4 separate regions of the Mus musculus genome follow, and regions 1, 3 and 4 are each linked to region 2. Evidence: chromatin contacts called from public HiChIP or PLAC-seq and Micro-C data. All regions are on one chromosome and are shown on one strand. Each heading gives the region's core, a stretch centred on a gene start, on an enhancer-like site or on the middle of the called end of the contact. The rest is flanking DNA. Distances are from core to core; before and after follow the strand shown.

Evidence for each region. Hi-C and Micro-C count contacts between places; a contact is called where the count stands out from the background. HiChIP or PLAC-seq counts read pairs in DNA pulled down with a chosen protein or histone mark.
Region 1: an H3K27ac HiChIP or PLAC-seq map of stem cell-derived neural progenitor cells shows a contact between it and region 2, with 4 times the contacts expected there. The contact joins two enhancer-like sites. A contact is called at or near these places in 1 of 484 Hi-C or Micro-C datasets (forebrain) and 4 of 115 datasets of contacts at active chromatin or transcription factors (astrocytes, embryonic stem cells and stem cell-derived neural progenitor cells).
Region 3: an H3K27ac HiChIP or PLAC-seq map of epiblast stem cells shows a contact between it and region 2, with 4 times the contacts expected there. The contact joins the promoter of Rps7 here to the enhancer-like site in region 2. A contact is called at or near these places in 5 of 39 promoter capture datasets (the C10 cell line, embryonic stem cells and liver), 13 of 115 datasets of contacts at active chromatin or transcription factors (T-cell acute lymphoblastic leukemia, embryonic stem cells, epiblast stem cells and 1 more) and 2 of 9 other capture datasets (adipose tissue and embryonic stem cells).
Region 4: a Micro-C map of stem cell-derived neural progenitor cells shows a contact between it and region 2, with 4 times the contacts expected there. The contact joins two enhancer-like sites. A contact is called at or near these places in 1 of 484 Hi-C or Micro-C datasets (stem cell-derived neural progenitor cells), 6 of 115 datasets of contacts at active chromatin or transcription factors (astrocytes, embryonic stem cells, epiblast stem cells and 1 more) and 1 of 9 other capture datasets (embryonic tail).

Annotation. Positions count from the first base shown.
Region 1 is chr12:28,773,854-28,779,423 of GRCm38.p6, reverse strand. The region is part of intron 3 of Eipr1 (EARP complex and GARP complex interacting protein 1); the gene reads right to left. Gm46345 reads right to left here. Exons shown (of 2, transcript XM_017315316.2): 2 at 2,313-5,570. Among named protein-coding and RNA genes, the nearest start is that of Gm46345, 9.7 kb to the right of the region's middle. Within about 2 kb of position 4,068, at least 14 of the 459 cell types and tissues checked have an H3K27ac peak or open chromatin away from gene starts, as enhancers often do. A contact at or near this core is called in stem cell-derived neural progenitor cells, where this site is marked.
Region 2 is chr12:29,094,147-29,099,278 of GRCm38.p6, reverse strand. No RefSeq gene overlaps it. Among named protein-coding and RNA genes, the nearest start is that of Gm31333, 45 kb to the left of the region's middle. Within about 2 kb of position 3,053, at least 110 of the 459 cell types and tissues checked have an H3K27ac peak or open chromatin away from gene starts, as enhancers often do. A contact at or near this core is called in epiblast stem cells and stem cell-derived neural progenitor cells, where this site is marked.
Region 3 is chr12:28,632,872-28,638,126 of GRCm38.p6, reverse strand. It overlaps Rps7 (ribosomal protein S7), which reads left to right and starts at 2,174. Exons shown (of 7, transcript NM_011300.3): 1 at 2,174-2,271; 2 at 2,464-2,547; 3 at 2,640-2,711; 4 at 3,775-3,918; 5 at 4,295-4,359. The coding sequence starts at 2,473.
Region 4 is chr12:28,815,121-28,820,253 of GRCm38.p6, reverse strand. All of the region lies in intron 3 of Eipr1 (EARP complex and GARP complex interacting protein 1), which reads right to left. Among named protein-coding and RNA genes, the nearest start is that of Gm46345, 51 kb to the right of the region's middle. Within about 2 kb of position 2,658, at least 117 of the 459 cell types and tissues checked have an H3K27ac peak or open chromatin away from gene starts, as enhancers often do. A contact at or near this core is called in epiblast stem cells and stem cell-derived neural progenitor cells, where this site is marked.

The DNA of each region.
Region 1 (5,570 bases), core at 2,819-5,318, 320 kb after region 2:
CAGTGATAACTGAAATAAGACACTCCTAAAGAAAAGACACCAAGGGAAAAGCTGGTGACTATGCACACAGCTGTGCAACAACAGACACCATGAAAGCCATGATGAACAAACCCCATCCTCAGAGGAAACAGACCGGCTGCGCACAGCCAGTCCCCTTTCACAAATGCACATTTGGAAGTGCCATGCTCATAGGGTACACAGGGCACACAGAGAGCACACAAAGCATACAGGGCATACAGGGCACACAGAACACACAGGGCACACAGAGCATACAGGGCACACAGAGCACACAGAGTACACAGAGCATACAGGGCACACAGAACACACAGGGCACACAGAGCATACAGGGCACACAGAACACACAGGCACACAGAACACACAAGGCACACAGAGCATAAAGGGCACACAGAGCATACAGAACACACAGGGCACATAGAGCACACAGGGCATACAGGGCACACAGAGCACACAGGGCATACAGGGCACACAGAGCACACAGGGCACACAGAATACACAGGGCACACAAGGTATACAGAGCACACAAGGCACACAAAACACACAGGGCAACACAACACACAGGGCACATAGAACACACAGGGCACACAGGGCAACAGAACACACCGGGCACACAGAGCACACAGGGCACACAGAACACACAGGGCACACAGAGCACACAGAGCAAACAGGGCACACAGAGAGCACACAGCACACAGAGCACACAGAACACACAGGGCACACAGGGCTATGCTGCACAGTGAACCTTTCTGAGCCAGGCTGTCAAGAAAGAATAAAGCAAGTGAGAGGTGTCTTAAGGTCCTCATACCACCTGCACTTCCAACAGGGCAAGGCTGTGAAGACAAGGGCCTGGTTTACGAACTAGAAACATAATGCTAGTGTTTCAGCAAGGGCAGTGGGCAGCAACTTGAGGGTGGGCCATGAGACCTAGCTGACCCACCTGAGCAGTAGCTAAAATCTGAATCTCACACTGTGACAGAAAGCATGTCTTCCTTCAGGACCTGGTACCCTTCAAAGCACACACTCTCATGAACTTTTCTACCAGGCAGATTAGGATCCCAGCCCCAGCACTCTTTCCATCTGCACAGGGGACAAGCTCACAGACACACCCACATCTCCAGATAACACTGTGCAACCACAACAAAAGAGTTCCTCAGAGGGAACTTTTTAATCCTGTGACCCCTACTCCTGCTGCATAGCCTTTTCCAGTGGTAACTGAGGACTGGGGTAGTACTCAGGATCTCCATATTCGAGATTGCAGCACACAACTGTAATCAATACCAGCCTCCTGACTGACCTAGAGCTAAGCTACCTTGTGCTGCTTGCTTACAGTCACTAGTGACTCTTCAGTGGGAAAATGGAAATGAGAACACCTGCAGCCAGGCAAGACACACGTATGTAATCCCAGCCTTCAGAAGGCAGAGGCAGGAAGATTGCCTATTTGAAATCAGTCTGGTACTAAAAACAAAACTCTTCCAAAAAAAGTCCATTGGCTAGATATGTAGCTTGGTGAAAGAGTGTTCACCTAGTACACACACACCAGGCCCTGGGTTCTTTCCACAGTACCATCAAAACCAAACAAAAGGGCCAACAAGATGTCTCAGTAAAGGTACTTGCTGCCAATACTGATCCTACAGACCCACGTGGAAGGAGAGAGCTAACCATGTTGTCCTGATTACCATGCATGTGAGCATAGCACACACACACACACACACACAGTATAACTTTTAAAAAGCAGGCATTGAACGAAGACCAAAGTGTGGACACTTTACCCTTTCTTAGAATTGGGAACAAAACACCCATGGAAGGAGTTACAGAGACAAAATTTGGAGCTGTGACGAAAGGATGGACCATCTAGTGATTGCCATATCCAGCGATCCATCCCATAATCAGCTTCCAAACGCTGACACCATTGCATACACTAGCAAGATTTTGCTGAAAGGACCCAGATATAGCTGTCTCTTGTGAGACTATGCCGGGGCCTAGCAAACACAGAAGTGGATGCTTACAGTCGGCTATCGGATGGATCACACGGCCCCCAATGGAGGAGCTAGAGAAATTACCCAAGGAGCTTAAAGGGAACTGCAACCCTATAGGTGGAACAACAATATGAACTAACCAGTACCCTGGAGCTCTTGTCTCTAGCTGCATATGTATCAAAAGATGGCCTAGTCGGCCATCACTGGAAAGAGAGGCCCATTGGACTTGCAAACTTTATATGCCCCAGTACAGGGGAATGCCAGGGCCAAAAAGAGGGAGTGGGTGGGTAGGGGAGTGGGGGGGTGGGTATGGGAGACTTTTGGGATAGCATTGGAAATGTAAACGAGGAAAATACCTAATAAAAAAATTTTTTAAAAAAAGCAGGCATTAACTAGGTAACCCATAATTTGTTATCAGATAAAGTACTTGTCTTCATGTCTGACACCGAAGCACTGAAAAGTATCACTGTGTCCTTGTTGCCACCACCATTTTCATTGACATTGCGAGGCTCCTTGTGTGTAAAACAAGAATAATGGAAATAAGGAAAGTCATGTGACTTGTCCTGCTTACCCTCTGAGCTTCTCATAGCCGCTTCAGTCAGGCCACTCTGCAGTCTTCCGCCCTCACCAGACAATGCTGTCCACTCTAGGTGGGGCCACAGAGCCATTTAGACAGGCCTTTAGCATCACTACTTTCGGTCCACATACATCAAGAGACTTGGAAATGAGCTAGAGATAGGGAATTCATTTCTTTATGCTATGTTTATCACTAACTATTGATTAAAACAGGCAGCATTGAAATTTTAAAGAGAATAAAATTTAGGCTATTCATACCCAAAAGGAGGCCTCATCCAATTAACATAATGACTGTTTGCCAAGATCACAACCACAGGGACCTGGGGGAGTTGACGTGGGGTGGATATCTCATCTCTCACCACAACAAGTGGTGTCAATGAATCAATATATACAAACTCCAAACCAAAAGAAGTCTACGAAAAGTACCATCCAATGTCCATGCAGGGACACACTTAACTCTCCATCCCCTCAGTTCCTCCCAGGGCAGTCATCTTCAGCACACAGCTCTTCCAGAGAAGGCAGCTCAACCAATGTGACATTTGCTTATCCCAGAAAGACTAAGACTCATTAGATAAGGAAATGAAATTCATGCTAATTCAGTCAGGAATAAGCTGCACATTAAGAGTTGCTCAAAGTCTTCATCACCTAGTGATGTCACCACACAACACATAACTCATGTGAGTACTGGTGTTTCATGCCACATACAACGACACACTCCAGTGAAAATTAACTGTTTCTGGTTTATGTATTTACCACACTAATTTTTCATCTTCTTACCAAAGAAACACACATAGTGTTAAACAGACTACCGTGTCAGTGGGCAGCAGCGTTTTGATTGCACCACATCTTGGGCTAGATTTAGCCTTAAGTTTTTCTGTATTTGGCGCTAACAGAAGCAGGCTCTATGTCGTCCTCATGCCCTGTAGCCTGATGCCTGTGAGGCCACACCACCTAGGGTATGTAAGCACTCTCTGTGATGCTATGACGAGATCACCCGGCCACACAGTTCTCAGAATGTGCCTGCGCTGTTGAGTAACATGCTGCATTTAGGTTTAAACTTAAATATAACATGCTTCCTTTCAGAGCATACTGTAGTGTGAAAACTAGGATGGAATTGCAGACAAGGTCTGGCAGTGCTGAGACACTCACATTCAACATCTGAGGAAGGCAGGGGTTCTAAAAAGAAGCTGCCACCAACAGACTAATAGGGAGGGTGCCTGGGAGCCCCAGCACGGGAAGAGCCCCAAGGGTCTCCAGAGTGACAGGTCCTCAGCAGTAAGCTCTTGATTCTTCTCTCTTTTTCAAAGAACTCTTTCTTGGCCCAAGATCATGAGAAAAGCTAGCCCTGCCGTTTCCAAGTATATATTACCTTAAAACAAAGTTGTTATTCAGTCTTAATATCTGCTCAGCAAGCACGAAGGGAAGTAAGCAACGACAGAAGCCAGCACGCTTCAGAGATATGCAGCAGGGCCCCACGTGCAGCCAGGCATCCTCTGCTCCCACATTTAATTAGCATCCCCTCGACAGTGATCCTCATGGACTCTAATTGTTCTCCCTACCTCTCCCGGGTGCCATTCTCAAAGGACTCTTGATCATTTCATCTCAGAATTCTGGTTTTATAGAGAGAAGCCTTAAGATACTCTCTACCCAGGAAACCCTTCTTCTCTTAGCTCATTTTCACCAAGCAATCATTTAAATTGAAAAACATAATTCTTTTCTAACGTGGCACAGAGATAAAGGGGAAATGGTGGCTTTTAACAGGAGGTTGTACCTTGACCCGTGGATGTGGCCATTACTGTAATCAGAGCACTCAGGGTACTGGGACCAGCAGGGTATTGTGGATCACCTGCCTCAGCAACTCCAGGCTACAGATAAACTGAGCCAGAGAGACTCAAGCAGGAGAGCCCCTGGGATGTCCCTCCATGCTCCTCTGAAGAAGCTACATGCTCAACAGCAGGAGACACAGATGCAACAAGCATGGCTTAACTTCCCTCCCCAGCACTGCAGGAGGCCGCATTTCATGGATCCACGCATAAAGCTCAAGTGATAGCAGTTGCTCTGAAAAAACCATTTCACAGCCTCTAACCCACAGAGTGGGCAGTTACCTTTACCTCATGAGAAGACACAGCATTCAAATCACACCATTGCTGCTGGTCACATCTGTCTGTCCCTCTGGACCACATGCTCTGGAACCCTGTATTGGGGCTGTGTGTCCTCTCTCTGTCCTAGACACTACAGCTACACCTTCCTCACAGACCTGTCACAGGGCTCAATAATCCTTTCATTGCTTAAAATCAATACGGTTGACACTAGAAAAAGATATACCAGATCTACCCTATGGATCTGGCCCCTACGCTACAGCTGCCCTAAGAGTTCTGTGCTGCCTTTTAGAAGCTCCTGCTGACATTGCAGAAAGGCTTCATGAATAAGGTGTGCACATGGAGATCTAGAGGGTGAAGGCATACCACATTCCAGGTTCTGGCCAGACCACCTACCATATTCTAGCCATCCCAAGTACTAACGGCCCCTAGTACTGAGGAACCATCTATGAATTCCTGTGGTTTAGGAGTCAGGAATTAAATTCTCTACAGATCTGTGCCAACCCCATGAATGTACCCTGGCCACAAGAAGGGAGATGGCAGGAGTCAATCCAAGTCTGAGACACGTCTTGCATGCAAAGTCTGAGAGTCAGAGCACACTTCTACAAGGGTCAGAAGAGAAGGTTTCAGGAATGGCATGTGGCCATTCAGAGCAGCAGTAAAGATTGAGGCCACCAGAACACATAATGTGGGGACCCTGTGATGGGCCACAAGCAAGGACACAGTGTCAGGACAATGGTGCCCTCTACTGACTGTGAGATCACTGCTACATGGGTATCAGCAAGGATAGTATCAGCAAAAGCAGAACACACCACACACACTCACACACAGACGCTTATGTCAATGTATGGGTGCACATGTGTAAAAGAACACCATAAAACACATACTACACACAGTACAC
Region 2 (5,132 bases), core at 1,804-4,303:
CAGAAGCAATTTATCATGAAATTCAGCAGTCTTAGCACAGGAGTTTTCTCCTTCCATACTAAATCGGAAGCCTAAAGGAATCATTTCACAGTTGCTCTGTAGGACAGCCACGCTTTCAGCGGCATTCCTAGCAGCTTCAGAACCAACATCAGGTAGAGTAAGGATTTTATAAACAAAACTACTGAGGGACCTTCACTGTTATCAGATGATGAACAGGAGGGGAGAACAGACAAAGGGGGCACACTGGACAAAGGGCTGACAGCAAGATTCCATCCTTCCTGTTGAACAGCCTAAAATTTAAAGCTAAGAAATGATTTACTTCTGGAATCTTCCATATGGTAGTGTGTGGAGAAGCTGTCATTGGGTAACTGGAAACACAAAAGTCAACGCTCAGGAAATGAGCTACAGAAAGTCATAACTGGGTGGGCTGCAAATTATGGATGGAGGACCATGGTCAGCCACAGAGAAAGGACTGCATCAGACCATGGAGGAAGGACTACTACAAACCACAGAGAAAATACTACAGCATATGGAGAAAAGAATACAGCAGACCATGTCCAAGACAACAGCTTAAGTCAATCTTTAATTGTTCTCTTGATTAGGTGCCCTGCTATACATACAGCATAAATATTAAACCATCTCTTGCCTCCAGGGATCTGTGGGTGTGAGAAATGTGGGCATTATTGATGTGACAAGTGGGTTTCTACAGCATTCGTGGAAAACAAGGATTTACATAAGATCTTTTTCATCCAGGGCCATGGGGTATCTTAGAGAGGATAATTCTTCAGGCAGTGATAGGATCAAAGCTCATCCATGATACCAGGATGGATGTGAAGAGCCCCAAAGCATGTACACACAGATACACACACACACACACACACACACACACACACACACACTCACACAAGCACTCAAACATGCATGTACACACAAGATGGTGGCATTCTGACCCCACAGATGTCTGATTCTAGGTAGCCAAGGTTCTAGGCAGCCAGCTGCAGTGAACAACACCCAGAGAGAGCACTATAGGACTCTGACAAGGGCTGACAAAAAGGGCTATGTCCAAAATGACAGCTAAGCCAGTTCTGTACCCCAATGTCCCTAAGCTAAACTAGGCCCCACATATAGCGGACCCCAGGTTCTGCCCTGGAGTCTCAAAGCAATTTCTGATCCAGGTGTCTAGGGTAGATGGGACACCAAAGGCAATGGGTGACCTTCACCTTGCACATAAACTTCCAGAGTGACAAAACAGGGGCATAACGGTATAGACCTTTAACCCCAGCACTTAGGAGGCAGAGGGGGCAAGTGGATCTCTATGAGTTTGAGGCTAGCCTCTTCTACATAGTGAAACCATGCCTCAAAACAGAGTACTGAAAGGACTGGTCAAGTGACCCACAGACCTTCTGTGCCTCTCTCACTAAATTACCTCTGTACCAACTGGCTCTGTAGAGACAGGTACAGACCTTCCCCTGTGTTCTGGAAGGAGACTACACAGTGAAGGAGAGAGAGGAGGGCAGTCCATTATGTCCTGAAGACACAAGTAGAGAATATGCATTTGGCTGAGCATTTTGCGGTCTGATGATACCAAAGACCTGTCACCTGTCAGAGGGGGTAGCATGCACATTCCCATCAATCTATCACTATAGAGGCTGAGCAGGTGAGGGCTCAAGTGCAAAGAGTCCTGGGCTGCACCAGACCTAAACTCACCAAAGGCTGGTATGCTGGTTGTTTTTAATGTGTGTCAACTTGACACAGTTAGTGTCATCAGAGAAGAAGCCTCAGTTGAAGAAATGCTTCCATGAGGTCCAGATATAAGACACTTTCTCAATTAGTAACCAATGTGGAAGGGCCCAGCCCACGGTGGGTGGTACCATCCCTGGGCTAATAATGGTCCTGGGTTCTATAAGAAATCTTGGGGGGGGGAGGGGTGGGGGGAAGAGAGCCAATAAATAGCACCCCTCCATGGCCTCTGCATCAGCTCCTGCCTCCAGGATCCTGCCCTGTTTGAGTTCCTATCCTGACTTCCTTTGGTGATGAACCTATGAAAATGTAAGCCAAATAAACCCTTTCTTCCCCAGTTTGCTTTTTGGTCATGGTGTTTTGTTGTAGCAATGAAAACCCTAACAAGGGCAGCTGAGAATGCAGCTCAGTGACAATAGGCAGGAGAGTGGAGCCTGGAAGTCTTCGTACAAAGCCTACAAAATTATCATATCTCCCCCCCCCCAAAAAAAACCCAAACTCACTGGCAGATATAAAGACTGGAATGCCCCTCGACATACACCCTGGACTTGTAACATAGAGAACTCACAGATGAAAGAGCACATTCTACAAATGTCCCAATCTTTTCTGCATGGGCACCTTTCGAGCCTCGAAACTTTCACCCTTGCTCCCTCCCACCTCCTCCCTTGGAAGTGTATTCTTCTGCAATAAATCCTACTGTGGCTTTGCTTGCCACCATCCATATGACTCTGTCCAATTCCCTGTCGCAGAGCACAAATGCCTGCAGATCCTGGCAGGTACCCTTTAAACCCCAATATCTACCAATATTAGCACAGCGTCTGCTGAGCATATGAAAGGCTCTGGGTTCATCCCCCAACACTGCAAAATAAATACATCCTTATAGACATGTATGCTTGACCTCGGGGTTTTCCTCGGAAAGGTGACAGGCACGATGCCACCGTGCTGATTATCCAGCTCTCAATCTAAGACCAATTAGTCCAGGGCCGGGGGCAGCCCCCAAGAAGGTCCAAATAGAAGCTCTGGTGGCCCTGCCTGGCTCTTCTCCCCACCTCATTCCTTGAAAATAAATTTAACTCGTCCCGAGACTGGATCTGCATCTGGCTTCTCCTCATGAAGATTTTTTTTCCTCTTCCTACCAAAAGGGTTCAAAAGTTTAGAGCTGATTTGTATTCTGAGCACCAGGCAGACTGCTGCAAATCCAGCTCTGTGGGGGAGGTTGATTGAACAGCCAGCCCGGGGCAGGCACCGCTCTCCAGAACTGGAAGGGCTTCCTGGGTGTCGCTGTTGCTCTCCCCTCCCCACATCTTAGCCTCTCTAACCCTCCTGTCCCTGCTGGGAGCTGCTGCTCTTTGTGATGATAACAGCTGATCCGCGGGCAGCAGTGGAATGCTGGGGAATCTCCAAGGAATTCCACCAGGGCTCTTTCAAGCACTTCATTTGCATACATTTGTATAAGTTATGCAGCGGTATACACTTCTCTTTAACATTGCACCCTAATGAAATCACTCAGATGGGCACATTAGAAATGGGATTTACTCTGGGAAGGCTGACCCTTTGCCTGTTAAATCATTTGAATGATCATTTGAATATATTTGCACCAGTGGCACAAGGAAAGCGCTCTGACTGGTGTTTTCAGAATTAATGAACCAACTTGGCTACCTTTGTGGGGAGGGCCTGGAGGCTTCTGTAAACAGTCTTAGGCACTTGGAATCTGAGACTAGGGTATCAGCCTCAGACCTAAAACATCCCCAGGAGTCAGAAGCCATCCTAGAAGTCTTCACACACAAACACCTTTCAGGGTCCCTCAGAGAACCTCTGCAGGGAGAGGAGGGCATGGGGAGAGTTGAAACAAATCAAACAAGAGGGCACAGTCCCCAGAGCTGTTGGTGCCCCACTATGGAAGGAGGATGCCTCAAGAGGAGGCTCTGCTGTATGGAGTGGCTGCCTCTTGCTGAATGGTAAGATCACAGCCTCAGCTCACTCAAGGGGTAATAGCAGGCCCAGCAGGGAGGTGACCAGAGGCTGATTATGCCCCAAGAAGCCAGCACAGCCAGCAGCTATCTATCCTGGAGGATTTAGGGAAAAAGAAAATGGGATTCAAAACTGTGCTGGAGGGGTAGCCTGGCAGAGAAGAATCTGTGCAGGAGCCCCCGTAGCAGAGAGTGATGGCAGCCACCTTACTGCTTTGTCTTTCACAATGCTTGTAATTTATTCTTCATGAAGCCTGAAGTGTGTGACCTGTTTCAGGTCATTCTGCTTATAGAGGACAGTTCAAGTCCCAAAGCCCCTCCTTGCATGCCTGCAGTGCATCCATTAGTCACGTAGGGGAGATCTTCTTCTACAGACCTTGCCCAGGTATGCCATGTTTTCCAGGGAAACATTACCTAGTGGGTAGCAATGGAATGTCCCCCGCACCCCCAGGCTTCTAGGAAGGCCCATTCCTGAGCCTTTTAGGAGGAATCAGCTTTAATCCCAAGGTCCTGTAGTTGCCTCTCAGACTAGCAGAAGGTCCATATTATCCCTCTCCAAGACAAAGACCAGAGAGCCTGTCTGCCAGGAGTCAGAACATACCCATGAGCTTCTGGCTAGGATACTATACCCGGAAGACTTCAAAACCACCAGTTGGCCTTTGTAGAGCAGCTGCAACCAGCACAGCTACAGGGCTCCCCTTCTAGAACAGAATGTAAGAATGTATCCTTTGACCAATTAACTTCACGGCTACTTTCTCCCCTGCAAAGCTGCCTTCTGGGATGCACCGGGAAGTTGTTTTATTTGTTGTTATGAGAAGACCACCAGAAATGACACAGCTTATAGTCAACTAAAGGTCTTTATTCCAGCTGGCTGGAACTATATTCAGGTATTGGGGGGTCCACAGGGGACCCCCAGCATTTAGAACAAGGGGCTAAACACCACTTCTGGTTATCTCACTCAGCAGCCGCACTGGGGAGGTTTACACAATCAGGCAGCGTAAACAAAGCTAAGATGTGTAGCTATCAACTCAGATTCCTAGAATAGAGTTGGATACTTTTCCAAGGGATTCTCCATCAAGGAGATCTAATTCTAGTTAACCCTGAAATGGCCTCAGCAAGAACACAAGATGGAGGTTAGCTGAGATGTGACAGAGGAAGATTGTGCAGAGGTTCCTCTATTTTATATTCTTGTTAAAGCCCCTTGCTCTAAATGGCACATACCGATGTCATGTTTGGGGTTGAAGTCACATGTTCTCTTTCATTTGGCGGGGATGAGGAGGATGGAGACAACGTCTCACTGTGTAGTCCTGACTGGTCTAGAACTTGCTTTGCAGATCAGTCTAGCCTTGGATTCCCAGAGATCTGCCTGCCTCTGCTCCCTGTGTGCTGGAATTAAAAGCATGAGTTCTACCTGTTCTCCTT
Region 3 (5,255 bases), core at 925-3,424, 460 kb after region 2:
GGGCTACACAGAGAAACCCTGTCTTGAAAAAAAAAAAAAAGACAAAAGACAAAAGACAAAACAAAGGATCTGGCTCGTAGTTGAGTAATAATTTCTCCACTCACCTTGACAGACAGTAAAACCCAAAAGGCTAAATAATCTATCTCTGCTCCAGAATGTGGTGTAAGGGTGAAATGTACCTGGTGCCAAGTGACTGGGTCCTAACTGCTCCTTCATGTCCCAGGGTAGTACTATCATCCCTTTCTTTCTTTTTTTAAATTTTATTTTATTTTATTTTATTTTTTGGTTTTTCGAGACAGGGTTTCTCTGTATAGCCCTGGCTGTCCTGGAACTCACTACCAGGCTGGCTTCGAACTCTGAAATCTGCCTGCCTCTGCCTCCCAAGTGCTGGGACTAAAGGTGTGCGCCATCATGCCCAGCTCTATCATCCCTTTCAAAGGCTTTCCTAACTCCCTAAAGTGTACATCTGTCCTCCTTACACTTTCGCACATTTTTTTGTTATGCAAGCCATAACAAAATATTGTATATTTATTTTTTAAAAAAATTTATTTATTTAATATACGTAAATACACTGTAGTTGTTTTTAGACACACCAGAAGAGGGCATCTGATCTCATTGCGGATGGTTGTGAGCCACCATGTGGTTGCTGGGATTTGAACTCAGGACCTTCAGAAGAGCAGTCATCGCTCTCTGACCCACTGAGCCATCCCTCCAGTCCTGTATATTTCATCATGTATTTACATAATGTCTTTACCAAACTGTGTTTTCCGTGATGACAAGGATTCACTTGGTTTTAGTAACCAGCTTCTAGGCTAAAACAGGCTATTCAACTACATGTGAATCAGGTGTGCTTGTATTGCCTGTCTAGAGCAGAGCCTCACAGGGCACATGAAGTTAGGGTGACAGTCAGCAGTGGTGGGCATTTCTTCAGTAAACATTGCTTTGATGAGTTTGTTGTTTCCCATCCTCAGATCTTTCTGACTTACTGTTCCTAATCTGTCTGTCTGTCTCTTTTTTTCTGACAATGCCCTGACTAAAGGAAATTGCTCCACTATAGAGAGTGCTCTCCCAGGGCTGTCTTCATTCTTTTTTTTTTTTTTTTTCTCCCTTTTGGTTTTTCCAGACAAGGTTTCTCTATGTAGCCCTGGCTGTCCTGTAGACCAGGCTGGCCTCAAACTCAGAGATCTGTCTGCCTCTGCCTCTCCCTCTCGAGTGTTGAGATTAAAGGTTCATTCTGTTTTAGTGTTTCTCACTGACCTGGCTTCCTTGCTCTCCCCACCTTTTAGGGCTTAACTGTCCCTGTTTTGCAGGTAGCCCAGGCAGGCAGAAGCCTGGCCTTCTACAGCTAACCCCACCGTCAGCTTCCGTTATTGGTACTCTCTGAAAATGGATTTTTTTTTTTTTTTTTTTTTTTTGAGACAGGGTCTCTATTGCAGCTCTGGCACTCGCAGACCAAGCCTGCCTTCACAGTGATCCCCGCCTCTGAATCCTGAGAAAAGGCATGAGCCACCATATTTAGCATTCTCGGCAGATGTTCAACAGGGCAGCTTCATACTTGTGAAGACAGGGGTTCCTGGACATGTTCTAGAATCGTCTGCTGTACCAAGCAATATACGTAAAAACCAGGAATTAATGACTATTAATTAACACTACCTCACTAATTTGATTCCCTATAGGAAGAGCTGAACACAAGTCTGATTCCCGCCCCAACCCCGTACCTCATTTTTTGATACATGGTTTGTATACGTAGCCCTGTCTGTCCCAGAACTCTCTTTGTAGACCAGGCTGGCCCCAAACTCAAGAGATCCGCCTGCCTCTGCCTCCCGAGTGCTGGGATTACAGGCGTGCGCCACCACCATGCTGATTCCCTTTCATTGTGTTAGCAGGAAACGCGGAGAAAGCTGGGGACTAATGAAACATTTGAAACGTCCCATCTTCGTGGGGAAGGAAGCTGCTTTCTTTCTTTTTCCTAGGGCCGTCCGGCCGCCACCACTCTGCCCAGGTCTCCAACTAGGGGAGCGGAGAATTTTCACCAACGGAGCCGAACGCTGACGACTACCGGGAACAAGCGAAACCGGCACGCTCATCCTCCCGCATTAGTTCCCAGTAGGGAACTATTTTCCGGTACACTCTAGGCGGTCCAACTCTTTTCAGAAGAGCTTCCGGTTTCCACCCACCTACTTCCGCTGTCCCCACCTCTTTTCTTCCGCCACCCGGATATGAGCCGTTCTCGCGAGAGCCGTCCCTCTTTCTAAGCCGGCGATCCGTCAGGTAGGTTCGCGGGCCGCAATGTGGCCGCGGTTTTTCGCAGAGTTTGGGGGAACAGACTCTTGGGGGGCGTCCGGGGCGGCAGAGCCTGCTCCCCGGGGTGGGATGCAGCGGATTATCCGCCTTGCGCCCGTAGATGGCCCCGGCTTTGGCGGCCCGCGCCCCAGGTGACCGGTGGCACCTTCCTCCCCTCAGGGTGAAGCCATGTTCAGCTCGAGCGCCAAGATCGTGAAGCCCAATGGCGAGAAGCCGGACGAGTTCGAGTCTGGCATCTCTCAGGTGAGCTTGTCGCCCGGGTGCCCCCCGCGATCGCGCTTGACCTCAGGGTCCCCTGACCCCCGGCATGGCGCCCACGTTCTCTGTCTCCCCAGGCGCTGCTCGAGCTGGAGATGAACTCCGATCTCAAGGCGCAGCTGCGGGAACTCAACATCACCGCAGCCAAGGTGAGCGGGGACCCCGGAGTGCGCTCGCTCGCTGCCCACGGGTGGTTGACAGCCTCTATTCCCGGGGCAAGAGACGGGAGGGCAGCAGACAGGGACTTCCAGTGCAGGCCAGTCTCACGCTTAAGTCCGTGCTGCCTTCTGCACTTGATTGCTGGACTTTTTTTTTTTTTTTTTTCTTTCCCCACTGACATTAACCTTAACTTTTTGGAAGTGTTTAGACCCAGTACCACTCGGTTGAGGATCAGTGGGTGTTTCTGAGTTTGGCGTTTGACAGGTGTTTCGTTTTTGTAAGTTAGTATTTTGCTTCTGTTAATGTACATGCACCTTGCGTGTTCCTGAAACTTGAATTACAAATGCTTGTGAGTGCTGGGAACTGAACCTGGGTCCTGTGCCCTGAACTACCACTGCTCAGCCACCCAGGGAGAGTGTTAATTTTATTGAGTTTTTTGGTCAATTTCATAGTGTTGGAAAGTTTTGAATTTGGAGAAGAGCCTTACATCAGAGATACCCAGGCCATGGTGAATTTAAAGTTGACCTTTCTAGATGGTTCAATCATGTTGGGAGATCCTGAGGTGGCACATGGCCAGAGTCATGGTCTGATCAGACTCACCAGACAGAATCTCTTCTAACCTAGGCTGGTCTCCCGACTTGGATTGTAGTTGAGGCTAGCCTTGAACTCCGTCCTCCTGCCTCTACCTCTCCAGTGCTAGGATGATGGACATATGGACATAGCTCTCTGCTGGCCTTTTGGTGTCTCTTGTAGAGTCACCGGGATTGTGCGATGGAGGCTCCACCTTAGAACCTCAATATGAGCGTCATGGTTTAACTTGCGAACCCCTAGGCTATGTCCAAACCACAGGAGAATGTTTGAGGGGGGAGTTGTTTGCTGGTTGTGGCAGAGCATATTAATCTTAGCACTTGGGACTACAAGGACTACAAGGACTCTGCCTCAGAAGGGGGCGGGTCCTTGATTCAGGTGGTATTTGGCTGTGAGTGGTGCCATTTGAATGAGGAAGATGGAGGTTAAGGACTGAAAAATGACACAGACATTTTTTCCTCCCAGGAAATCGAAGTTGGTGGTGGTCGGAAAGCTATCATAATTTTTGTACCAGTTCCTCAGCTTAAATCTTTCCAGAAAATCCAAGTCCGGCTAGTTCGTGAATTGGAGAAAAAGTTCAGTGGCAAGCACGTGGTCTTCATTGCTCAGGTATCCATCTGCTCAGTTGCCCCTCTTCAATTCCTGGGGCTTAAGTTCTGTTGGTGAGGATGCTGTCAGCCCTGTTGGTGGAAAGCTCAGCCTAGGGTGTTGGGGTGAGAGTGGGAAGTCTGCTGGTCTGGGAGTAGCAGGCTGGAGGGGCTGGTATGGGACAGTGCTTGAGTTCAGGATTGGCTTTGGTGCAGTGTGCAGGGTGAATGAAGTAGGGCTGATGGGAAAGAGGAATGCTGCTGGCAATTTGTGCTGAGTGGTGGGCTGTTGTGAAGGTGGCGACATGGGTATTTTTGTACTTAAAGTAGTTGAGATTTGTTGGCTTTATTATTAGCTCATTGTTTTGTGTTTATTTTTATTATAATTCACTTTAAAGAGGAGGATTCTGCCCAAGCCAACCCGGAAAAGCCGTACGAAAAATAAGCAGAAGCGCCCCAGAAGGTGAGTGTTCCGTTGCCTCGGCCATGCGCCCACACCTCACAGTGCCTCAGGACGGGGAGTCTCCTCATTCCCTGTGTGTTGGGATTCATTCTAGATAGAACGTTTAAGTGGTTCACATACATACACTATGTGGTGTCTGTTGTAAGTCACTGGTACCACACAGGTGAGGCTTGATTTATTCTGTGGTCAAAGGAGAAAGTATTTTTTTTTTTTAAGATATCTCTTTGTAGCCCATGTGTCCTAGAACTTACTCTGTAGACCAGGCTGGCCTTGAACACTGAGATCCATCTGCCTCCCAAAGGTTGGGATTAAAGGTGTGTGCCGCCATCACCACCTGGCTAACTATTTAGTTCTTAATTGGGGATAAAAATTTGTTTGTGGCTGAGGTGCTGGGATGGTTTTGTTGTGTGGCAGGCAGAGCATGGGTGGGTTTCCTGGTGCTAGGCTGACAAGGCTACATCATTGCTCTTTAAAGGTGATGGTCTCTTCACACATCAGTCATTGGACTTGGGCCTTCTGTTGATGCTGTAATTATATCAGACTGTCCCTGCAGACCCTCACCGCCAAAAGTGTGGTTTTTCCCTTATAACTGGTCAAGGAAATCTACTCTTGAGAGGTGATGCTTTTGAGACCGGATGAGCCATGGACTTCCTATGTAGCCAACAACAGTCTTGTGGTCAGGTACTGGGAATACAGGTGCACATCACTATCTATGCCCTGTGTGTTAATGGCTGCGGTGTTCAGTGACCTTAGTGATTTCTACTCTTGATGCCAGATCCCTGGCAAGGTGTCGTGGTGCTATACTAATGTCTCCAGATTCCAGCTTTGTTATGCTGGAATTTTGAGTTAACTCTTAACTTTGAGTCTGTTAGTTTCTGTTTTAAGGGAGCAAGCGT
Region 4 (5,133 bases), core at 1,409-3,908, 280 kb after region 2:
TTCCATCATCATCCCTCAGCATTTATCTTTCACTGCTTGACTCTGAAAACTGCTGCTTGAGTTGCTGATGGAGTCTCAACCAAAATCATTCAAAGTGAGGCTGGAGAGATAGCTCCGAAGATAAGAGCACTTGCTGTTCTTGCAGAGGACCCGAGTTTGGTTTAAGATCCACATCAGGCAGCTCACAACCACTCCAGCTCTAGGGGATCTGACACCCTTTCCTGGCCTTGAAAGATACACACATGGCATATATAGATATACACAGACACTGGACACACAGGCACACACACACATACACACACATAAATAATTTTTTTAAAGGAATTAAAAGTCACTCAGTGTACTTTGGCTGGGGACTAGGCTAGGGGTTACAACAATTTTAGAGAAAATCCTGAATGTGCTTCTGCTCTTCTATACTATGTTGTTTTTTCAAAGCTGCCTTCTTAGCATTGATCATGATGATCATGAAACCAAAATACTGATCAACTTTGAAAATTTCAAAGATGCTCCAATATCAAGTATTCACTCAATATTCAATTCTCTGTGTAAAATAAATAAATAAGTACACCCACTTCATATGTGGGGTTTTTTTCATCTTTTTTTTTGTTTGTTTTTGTTTTTTGTTTTGTTTTGTTTTGTTTTTCGAGACAGGGTTTCTCTGTGTAGCCCTGGCTGTCCTGGAACTCACTTTATAGACCAGGCTGGCCTCAAACTCAGAAATCCGCCTGCCTCTGCCTCCCAAGTGCTGGGATTAAAGGCATGCGCCACCATGACCAGCTGGTTTTTTTCATTTTTAATATATTAAATTGTACATACACCAAAGAATTGTTTTAAAAGCAATTTCTTTATGAATGTGAAACGCTTGATATGTGAAACTATTTCATATACCTAAGGTAGCATACATATTTCTTAGGCAAAAAGGGGGGCTAAAGTGGAAAGGTACAGCAACCTTTCCCCCAGATGGATGTGAACAGCGAGCCAGTTAGCAGAGACACAGCTGGAAGGTGAATTCCTAGGGCTAGAGGACAACACTGTGTCTGACCAGGTTCTTTGTGCAGTGGACACAGCAAACCTTATTAGACACTTTCCAAATGTTGCAATTCAGCATTTCTCACTCCCAACACCAAACTGCCAGCCCTGAAACAGTACACAGGAGCAACACCGTACAGACTGAGCAGGGAGTATTTAGTATGTATGAATATGCATGCAACAATAAGAATAAAAAAGGACATATCTGAAAGAGAGCAAGGAGGGGGTGTGCGGAATAACCACTGGAGGGAGGAAAGGGAAAGAAAGAAATGCTGTGATTATATTATAAACTCAAAATTAAAGGAGAAGTGTTGGGAAGCAATACGTTTCTCTAAAAATTAGTAAGAAAAAAGCAAAAATGACTGTCAAGTATATGTAAATTTATTTTGAAAAATTATAACTTCTGTTTCAAAGCTTATACTGAAATTTTAATGGGTTCAAGAATGTCCAAAATTACTCACAGAAAGATGTTAACACACAAACATACCAGGGAGACAAGAAAGCTGCAGGTGTCTCACTCCAGCAGCAGCTGCCCGCACCATGGCCCTGGAGATAAAACCACAGCTTAATGAGAACTGTGGTGCCAGTCCCAGGAACCAGTGGGCACGACAGGAAACTGCATCCTCAGAAGCAGGTGAAATTTAAGGTAAACAGAGCTAAGCAGGGAATACAGGAGGGATGCCACAGAGACACACAAATTGGTTCTGAAACTCTGAGGATTTCCATAGCTGCATGCATCTCAGCAGAGCAGTCAGTGCACATCCAGTGGATATCAAAGAAGCAGAGGTACTTTCAAGGAGGAAAGCCCACCTTCAGAAGCAATGGGCTCTAATAAGCAAGGAGGCATTGATTGGGCTTTTATCTCTGTTGTAACACATGCCTGAAATAAGGTCCTATGATGTAACCACCTGGGCAAGAGTAATACTACCATGTCTAGGAGCTTGCAGAGGGCATTAGGCACAGACGCTGTATAAAACAAAGCCTTGACATGGCACAAGAGATAAGGTCTGTGTGCAAACGAGACAGCATCCCAGGCACAGCCTCTGGACAGAAGCAGGCCACCACAAGGAAACAGGATCTGCATTAAAACCAAGCTAGGGCACTAGGCCTTGGCCCTATATAAAGCTAAGCTTGGGAGCCAGGCACAGCCTCTGTATTCAAGCATATCATAGCACTGGTGCACACAGCAACTCTGTCATGTTGATACAGAGCCAGAGAGCCACAGGATAGCTAAGCTAGAAAATTCAACTGTCACTCAATAACCTGACCTCTCTATTTTAGCAATGAGGAAACTGAGGCTAGATGCAGGTAACCGACTCTTCCAAGTTCACAAGGTTCGTTATATTCCCGGCATCAGGAATAAAATAGAGACTCTTGCCTCAGAAAAGTCCACTGCTTTAAAAGAGAAAATACTAAGTTATGTCTTTAAGACCAATTTGATGCTTCTATTTTTTATATGAAACACAAGAGCTAAAAGCACTTAATGAGATAAAAAGATAATCAGGGCAAAATGAATAGAAGAGGCATACTTGAGGCGCCAACTGTATCCATGGAGTGTGCTGCGTGCTGTAAGGGATTAGAGTCAAAAGGCTTAGAGGAATTCAAAGGAGATTAGAGCCTTTGTGGGCTGAATAGCAGCTGCAGCCAGCTTGCTAAAGGGCTAACAATGCCCTGGCTGGGGACGTGGTGTGATCCCCAGCTGGAGGAGGAGGAGGCTTCCACGGCTGCTGCATAATGAGCGGATTCAGAGTCTAAGGGCTATTTTTAGAGACTCCAGCCACCTCAGCATCTGCTGCAGACCAGGCAGGTGAGTGAGATGAAATCCGGTCGAGGCAATCACCTGACACAGGCACAGCTCTTGCTGTACATTGAGTGCCCTGGCACCTGAGATTAAAAATACATTCTCCAGTGGCCTCCACAGTGCTTCAGAGATGTGGTCACATGCAGAATGCACAATAAGTATGAGGGACGCACAGACTGACGCTAGAGAGGGGACAGGGCTGTAGGTATCCCGGCATGACACCAGGTCTGTCCCTCTCCAGGAAGACGTAACAGGGCACAGACATCTCTCAAGTTTCTGTGCAGGTGACAGGTGCACAAGTTCCTGCTCACAGTGCAAAGACTGGTTGGGAAGTGAGTGTGACAGAGAAAGGGTACTGTCAGCAGTTCTACCCAGCAGCTCTGCTGCACTCGAGCACCACACGATTCACTGCAGGTGCCAGCAGAGCACTGTCCTAAGTGGTCAGGGAACAGCCATGGCCTTTTGCTCCATTCTTCACCTGAGACAAGTCACATACCAAGCCCTCAGTCTTAGGAGGACCCCAGTTCTCTCAGAGAAAAGAAGTAGCTAGACCTGTAAGCAATGCCTCTAGGACCACGGACTCTGCCCATTCCTACAGACTTGAGCACAGAGTACACATAAGTCTGTGCTCAAGTGGGACTGCAGGGCTCTGTCTCAAATCCAGCTCACAGAGGCTTAGTCCAACCTGCACTTACTTCCCTGATTCCTGAGTGTGTATCAAAAAAGATGGCCCAGTCAACAGCAAGGCCAATCCTTTCTCCCTGGCAGCATCCCATCTTTGGTATGCAGGAGAGCCAGTCATCTGAAGGGGGACAGGAAAGTCCCAAGAAGTTTAGCTTAGAAAAATGCCAGTCAAAGGCACCAGACACTCCATCATGGGTGGCACAGAGCAAGGCCCCCATAACTCATGAGCTGGCTGCTGCCTTCTTTCCCAGCCCCAGGGCAGAATCTGTTGGCCTGAGCACAAAGCCTTTAGAGAAAGATGCAAATAGCCAGGTTCTCCAGCAGGGTGTGCAGTCCAGGTGTGCCACAGCTACACAAAAGAAAGCAAGATTTAATATTGAGATTGATGCAGCCCTTAATTTTCACCAGAGCAGTTTGAAAGGGTCCTCAGAGCCACCTATTACCTAGCAGGGTCAGGTACACACACATGTCCTGCTACAGACTATATCAATCCTTGGGTTCTCCACAAAAGCTGGCCAGAGGCTGAGAGAGTGAGTACTAGTCAAGTCTGGCCTATTCTGTATGTCCATAAGTTAAGATTGGTCAAAAGGGCAGGAGAAAGAATGTGGGACCATGTGGCCTTCAAGCCTCAAGTATTGACTCTTTGGCCTTTCCAGCTGCTGTATCCACATCCTGTTACCAACTTCCAGTTTCAGGCAGTAACCTTGCTAGCACCCTCTGTTCTGTACACACTGCAGAGGGCTTACTGCTCTTAAGAGAGACACCGAATGGAGACTGTAGGGAGAAAGGCTAGAACAATGTGGGCCTTTAAGTGGGTCTCTATCCTAGGCCTCTCTGTACCCTCTGCTTTGGTCTACTCAGTTATTCCCAAGCCTCTCTACACAGAGACAGGGTAGATAGCTTCTTGTCCACACCAGCCCTAGAAGGCCTTGTACCCATTCCCACTGGTGGCTGCCAGGGGGTTCCCAAGCTTCTGCACCCCATGGACTTTTGGAAAGCGGTCAATGGCTTGCCCAGAAGAGGCAGACAAGCTCTGGATTGTTCTGGCCCCAGGTTCTTTGCCCTCCTGGACCTGGACGACACTACTCCACAGGCTCAGCACTGTCTCAAGGTCCCTTTTCCTCAGGTATCCTGGCATGATACTAAAGTCCCCTTCTGCACGAGGGCAGCTACTTTCCTCTCTAGTAATTCTTCACTGAACTTTCCTGTTTACGTTGCCTTCTGCTTTACACCCAAACCAGAACACACAGATCAGCAGGGGGCCAAGCCCTCATATTACCTGGTTAACAGCAGCCACAGGGAGAGGAGGGGTTCCTCAGATGCCCAAGGAAAACAGGTCCACAGGGTGACAAGAAGGCCCCATGACTTTCCAGCACTATTACAATTGACCTGGAGCAGCATGGGGCACTTTTGTCACTAAATAGCCAACTACTTGTGGCCTTTTTGGGTCTGGAAGGTACCACTTGCTGACAGTGGAGCTCCACCCAGCGGCCTTCAAAGCTGGTAGCTACTCTTGAATCTTAGCAGGCAGCTATCATACTGACATCCACAGAGTCAGGGAGCAAACCTGGACGCCTTCAATGGAATAAACACAGCCAGATGCTGAGGTCTTAGAGCCA